Linked DNA regions of Mus musculus: region 2 is linked to region 1. A link is a contact called in public HiChIP or PLAC-seq data. All regions are on one chromosome and are shown on one strand. Each heading gives the region's core, a stretch centred on a gene start, on an enhancer-like site or on the middle of the called end of the contact. The rest is flanking DNA. Distances are from core to core; before and after follow the strand shown.

Evidence for each region. HiChIP or PLAC-seq counts read pairs in DNA pulled down with a chosen protein or histone mark.
Region 2: a contact with region 1 is called in an H3K4me3 HiChIP or PLAC-seq map of forebrain, with 4 times the contacts expected there. The contact joins the enhancer-like site here to the promoter of Fbll1 in region 1. A contact is called at or near these places in 11 of 39 promoter capture datasets (the 3T3-L1 cell line, 3T3-L1-derived adipocytes, cranial neural crest and 4 more), 1 of 15 datasets of contacts at CTCF or cohesin (embryonic stem cells), 20 of 484 Hi-C or Micro-C datasets (the AML12 cell line, the HL-1 cell line, cardiomyocytes and 6 more), 11 of 115 datasets of contacts at active chromatin or transcription factors (embryonic basal ganglia, embryonic forebrain, embryonic hindbrain and 4 more) and 3 of 9 other capture datasets (embryonic stem cells, liver and pancreatic islet).

Annotation. Positions count from the first base shown.
Region 1 is chr11:35,797,362-35,800,436 of GRCm38.p6, reverse strand. Fbll1 (fibrillarin-like 1) reads left to right here and starts at 1,553. Exons shown (of 1, transcript NM_001004147.3): 1 at 1,553-3,057. The coding sequence starts at 2,003. The coding sequence ends at 2,947.
Region 2 is chr11:36,000,170-36,003,612 of GRCm38.p6, reverse strand. The region is part of intron 1 of Gm42072 (a long non-coding RNA gene); the gene reads right to left. Among named protein-coding and RNA genes, the nearest start is that of Gm42072, 4.0 kb to the right of the region's middle. Within about 2 kb of position 2,127, at least 51 of the 459 cell types and tissues checked have an H3K27ac peak or open chromatin away from gene starts, as enhancers often do. A contact at or near this core is called in cortical neurons, forebrain and trophoblast stem cells, where this site is marked.

The sequences.
Region 1 (3,075 bases), core at 304-2,803:
ATGCAAAATGGATGCTGGCAAATCTGAAATCATCAAAACCAACACCCTTCTTCAAAAGTTGTTGGATAAGAAGCACTAATGTTCCGGGTTAAATGCTATTAGGTAGCATAATTCTCTCTTCCTTGGAGAAGAGCAGCCTTTTAATTTATACAGGGCTTCAACTGATCAAATGAAACTTACCCACACAATGCAGGACAATCTGTTTTACTTGACAAATGTAAATGATAACCTCATCCAATCACTGCCCAGAAACAACCAGAATAATATTTGATTAAGTATCTGAGCATCCCATGGCCAATTCAAATATATGCAAAAACTAGTCATTACAAGGTCTGATTGGTGGAAACACAACCAAGACAGCAAATGTAACTCATTTTAGAGAATACTCTTCAAATTGTAATTAGAGTGTTTCCCACGAACAAGCTATCACAGGAATCCTGCATTTCTTCCTCTGCCACCTTCTCTATATCCTCATGCAGACTTGTGGCCCTCATCAAGAAAGTCTTATAATACTCAGGGGTGAACAGCCCTGCCATTGCTGTCTGTGGATGTGAGACAGGAGAGGAGATTAATGTGTGCACATATGGGGAGTTAATATCCTCTCCCTGTGTCATGTTCTAGTTCTTAGGTGCATTCCACTGAAGAAATATAGTTTTTAGCTTGGCTAATGTGCACCAAAGCTATTTGCAAAAGCTTTTCCCTTCCCCCTGCTGCTTGAGGAATTTTCCCTTTCCCTGCCAATATAAGCAAGTTCAATAGTTCAATACCACCCGGGCCCTTCCCCATCTGAGAGGACTGACTAAGAGGTCATGATGACCACAGTTGACCAGAGCAAGATTAGCAGTTCTCAAAAATTAGCTATAACACAGATAACAGTCCTTGGAAATCCTGCCTCAGTTTGAATTCCACAATAAACCACATACTGTCCTAACCTTGCTGACGAAGTTTTCTGGCACATCAACAGCTGATCACTAAAATTAAAAATACACTATTGCTTTGCTAGCCAATAATGATATCACTGTGAGGTGCCCCCCTTTCAAAGATTATAAAAAAGATGTACTTTTGACAATCGGGGTTTACTCTCCCTGCGAGGCTGAGCAACGCCCCCCCCCCCCATGGTTTTATTCCACGCACGTTAGAATAAAAACCTCTTGTCATTGTTGCAGCGTTCTGCCGTCAAGCTGTGTGTTTCTGGGGGTCGCGTTCTCAACACTTGGGCCCTTGGGGGCCCAACACCATCTCCCTGGACTTGGCACTTAATTCCACTAACAGGGAGGTCAGACATGTGCTTAGATCAGCTACACAGAAGTCCAGCTTGGCCCCAAAGCCACCAATAGTGGTCAGAAGAGACGTGTTTGAGGTAGCTGTCCCTGGTGCTGACTGGACGCTAAAGCCTATGTAGGGACGTCTGGGTTTCTATCCGCGGTGCTGCCCATTTCTTCCTCCAGTTCCTCAAGGTTTGGATGAAAGAATGGTTTTTAAAGCACAGACGAAACATCGAAGTAATTTCCTTTTTTTTTTTTTTTCTGAAGTAAGTGCCATATGATTTAGGTTACACATAGGTTTCCTGCTGACACACGGGAGAGCAAGAAACTAAGAAACTCAAGGACTAGTGGATGCGCGCTTCCCATCTCTCTGCCACAGAGACGCTTGGCCACTGCGAGATCCAGGGAAAGAAGCTGGAGTCCCTGGGAAAGCAGAGAATAAATACCAGCAGACTCGAGAGAAGGCAAAGGGTTACAAGTGAGCAGGCTGTGTCTGCGCGCAGCTGGTGCAGGGGGGCTTCCGGGGCTACAGGGGCTACAAAACGGCTGTGATGCAATCACGCAAGTCACCGCGTCAAAGCGTGGATCCGGGGATGTGCGCACCGCGGCCCCCTGCATCCCGCTGCGGCTAATCCTGCGGGCAGCCGCCGCCAACAATTTGTCCCCATTCCGCAGCAACCGCCCGGGTCCCTCGCGATCCCCGACCACCGCGGCAGTTCCTGAGAGCTGCGGGGGCCATGAAACCCGCGGGCGGCCGCGGCGGCTGGGGCTGGGGTGGCGGCAAGGGAGGCAGCAAGGGAGGTGACACGGGCTCAGGGACCAAAGGCGGCTTCGGGGCACGCACACGCGGCTCCAGCGGCGGCGGCCGGGGCCGGGGACGAGGCGGCGGCGGGGGCGGCGGGGGCGGCGGCGGCGACAGGCAGCGACGCGGCGGTCCAGGCAAGAACAAGAACCGCCGCAAGAAGGGCATCACGGTGTCGGTGGAGCCGCATCGGCACGAGGGCGTGTTCATCTACCGCGGCGCGGAGGATGCTCTGGTCACACTGAACATGGTGCCTGGAGTCTCGGTGTACGGCGAGAAGCGCGTCACCGTGATGGAGAACGGGGAGAAACAGGAGTACCGCACGTGGAATCCCTTCCGCTCCAAATTGGCAGCGGCCATCCTGGGCGGCGTGGACCAGATCCACATCAAGCCCAAGTCCAAAGTGTTGTACCTGGGCGCCGCCTCCGGAACCACTGTCTCACACGTCTCCGACATCATCGGCCCCGACGGCCTGGTCTATGCGGTTGAATTCTCCCATCGCGCCGGCCGCGATCTGGTCAACGTGGCCAAGAAGCGCACCAACATCATCCCGGTGCTGGAAGATGCCCGGCACCCGCTCAAGTATCGCATGCTCATTGGCATGGTGGACGTGATCTTCGCCGATGTGGCCCAGCCAGATCAGTCGCGCATCGTGGCGCTTAACGCCCACACCTTTCTGCGCAACGGAGGCCACTTTCTCATTTCCATCAAGGCCAACTGCATCGACTCCACAGCGTCTGCCGAGGCCGTGTTTGCTTCTGAGGTGAGGAAGCTGCAACAGGAGAACTTGAAGCCACAGGAGCAGCTGACTCTGGAGCCCTACGAAAGGGACCACGCCGTCGTCGTCGGGGTCTATCGGCCCCCACCCAAGAGCAAGTAGCAGCAGCAGAAACCAGGGAAGGTGCCCCCGCGCTGCCACAAGACTGTGTCTTTGTGCCTGTCCTAGTGCGTTGTTTTTCTATTTAATAAAATAAACAATTCCCAAGTGTACAGTTGAGGCCAGAGTGG
Region 2 (3,443 bases), core at 878-3,377, 200 kb before region 1:
CCTCAAGCTAGGACAATGATTGATGGAGGGTCCTGGAGCCCAATGGTTCTCTAAGGATAGACACTGTGACATCAGCATGCCTGGGGACCAGTTCTGATAACTGCCCACTAAATGTAGAAATGAGGCTGGAGATGTGGCTCAGTGGTGTACAGCACCTGCCTAACTAACCTATGCTAGACCCTGGGTTCCATCCTCAGAATTCCAAAAGGGGACAAAAAGTGTGGAAAGTGGCCAAGTGGTAGTGATCACCTTTAGACCTGGCATTCTGGAAGCAGAGACAGGCAAATCTCTTTGAGTTCAAGGTCAACCTGGTCTATAACCAAGTTCCAGGCCATCCAGGGAGACGTGGTGAGACTGTCTTTAAAAAAAAAAAATTAGTGTGAGGGAGGGAGGACTGGAGAGAGATGGTCCAGTGGTTACAGAACTCGGCTACTCTTCCAGGGAACCCTGGTTCAATTCCTAGTATCCACAGAGCAATATTTCTAATCCCAAGGGATACAATGCCCTCTTCTGGCCTCTTCGGATACTGAACACATATGGTCCACACGCATATAGGCAGGCAAAACACCAAATTAATATTTTAAACTGTAGAAACCAGAAAAAGTTACAGGTACCAATTAGATAAAAAGTATTAGCTGCTTAAAGAGACAACTCAATACAAATTAACACCCCATCAAAAAAAGCCCATTTCACTTAGTAGTGTTACTGCTTCAGGGGTGAGCCACCTGAGGGTTAAATGAAACGCGGTAAACACTTAATATTACTTGTTGTTTGGGTTTTTTTTTTATCATATTTGTTCCAAGCACAGGTTTGGGTTTTTTTGTTTTTGTTTGGTTTGGTTTGGTTTGGTTTGGTTTTTTTGAAGAGTGGGGAGGGGAGCTCTCATGCAGCAGCTAGGCAGGATTAGGGGATTGGGACTTCACCCCCCCCCACACACACACACACACACACACCCCCCGCACATTGTGTGTCACCTTGTCAAGAGCCCCTCCCCTCCCACCCTCCCAGGTCCAGGCAGCTGCAGCAAGTGCTTTCAGCATCTGACCCGTGTTCACGGCCTTAAGGGATTGTCAGAAAGAGTGACATTTAGAAGGTCGAGGGTCTCAGCAACTTGAAGTCTGCCTGTCCGACTAGGCGGAATCAGCTCGAGCATTTATCCATTTATCGACATCCCGAGTCACCAGGCACGGCTCGTCCCCGGCACTGTCAGAAGTGGACGATGCAAAGATGAATAAAACTTGCCCAGAAAGCGCTCCGTCAGGGGTGAGACGAACTCCCAAGACAGTCGTGGGATACAGTGGGGTCAGAGCTGGTGGGAAAGTTGACAGACTAGAGCAAGAAGCCCTGAGAAGACCCTGTTGTCTCCATGGACATCTAATCTAGACACCAGCCGACAAGGCCAGGAAATGAGATGATGCTAAAATGAGTCAGAGTCCTCACAAATGGAGAGAGTACAAGTAGATCGCCTGAAGGTAGGAAGGCTACAGAGGGGCTAGCTGTGACATCACATGAGGGAGATGTAGCGCAGGAATAGAAGTTTGCCCGGCAAGCACAAAGGCCCTGGGTTTCACCTCAGCACCAGGGAACGAGATGCAGGAATCATCTGGGAGCCTTTGACAGAAGCCCCTAGGCCCATTTAGTCAGGATTTCTCTAAATTAGAAGCCAGGTGTAGAGCCCCTGGGCATCTTCACTTGCCAGCAGCATGAGGGACAGAATTAAAAACCGGAGGGGCGGGACGCAGATAAATTCCTCCTCACTCCGCGGGCGGAAGGAACAGGCGTGAGACTCGGGCTAGGAGCTGAGCTAGGAGTTGGTGACAGTGTCCAAAGAGTTGAACTAAAAAGCAGGAAATCTGCTAAGACCTTGCTCTGGGTCCTTCACCTTCTCCAGCCCCTAGAGGAAAGGACACTCACTATTCAGGAGGCGGACGAGGTGGGGGACTATTAATAAGGACTGTTCTGCTCCGTCCTGCGCACACCCAGGCCCCACATTGAATGCTGAGACAGCTAGGCAGCCTTGTTCTGTTCCCGCAGCCCTCGCCACTTCAAATGCTGTCTACATCTATTCTCCAACGCCGCGCTTTCCCAAGCCGTGAGCTCCTCCCTTTGGCCACCAGATGGCAGACTTTCCCGCTAAATCTTGCTAGGCTCTCTGTTTGCCGAGAGAGGCTTTCCAACTCAGGGGTGAGCTACAAGACTCTGGATAGGGAGAAGCCCGGTTGCATAGCAGCCAGGAAACAGACCGACCGATTCTCCTTGCCGCTTCTCAAGCACCAGCCGGGTACATTCCCAAACGTCCTTCGCATCCCTAGTCGTGACCTCACTTTTTCTCGTTCCTAAAATAAATATAAAAGCATTGCGGTAGTCTCGGCACTTAGAGGTGAAGGAGCAACAGACAGGGAATTCAAAGCCAACCTGGGCTATGTGTGAGAAAGTATGAAGAGGAAGCTTCGGTTGAAATTCCAGTTGCACCCCCCTCTCCAGCTAAGTCTGAGCACTTTCCCCAACTTCTTCTCTAAGAAGTGGAGATAAGAACACCTCACCCTAGCACCCTGCGGTTTAAAAAAAAAAAAAAAAAAAAAAACTTGTACAAGGAAGCCGCTGGCTAGTGCTTTGTAGCAAGCTATTTTCAGCCTTCTTAAAAAGATCGCTGGCTCTCCACCCACCTTAGATTTAGTGAGGCGTTACCTCCAACCTCTCTCCCCTTCCCTCCTCTGCCTCTTCTCCCTCTGAGCCCAATCCCAGGGGGATGTAAAAATGACCTCATGCATTCACAGACCCTGTCATTCAAATTAGCTGACCTCATTTGAACCTCCCACACACTGGGGGGCAGATGAGGAAACTGGCCTAGAGAGGCCACTAACAGAGTAAACCCCACAGGCAGAGCCCACCCCTCCATAGCCGGATCTGTCTCCTGCTATTGGTAACTATCTCTGACCTGCAGGGTTGGCCACTCCCTCCAGAAGCCCTTATCTCGGCCTTATCTCCCACAAAAGCTGTTTTTATCCTGAGGTGAGAGCCCTTGGCCTGATGAAATCTGTTGTGTTTACAAATGACAGGAATTAGACAAATTCCTGTTGTAAAAAAAATTTTAAGAGAGGATGAAGGCTAGAAACAGACCCCAAAGGGTATCACGGTATTAACCAAGAGATTTGTGCTCATCAGTGACGGAACCTGAATTTAAAGGAACACTAGGAAGGCACGAGCATGGCTGATTTCAGGCATGGGAGGTTCTAGGGCTGAAAGGAAGTCCACAAGGTGCCATCTTGACTCCAACACTCATGTGGCCTTTTTCTCCCAGAGAGGTTTCCTCCACGTATTGCTTCATCCCAAGTCTGCATCCTTACCAGCAACCATGGCAACAGCAGAGAGACCCTGCTCCTCCCTCTGTTGCTAGGAAGACCTTTAATTGTCTGGTTGCAATTGGTGAGAAATGGGAGGAC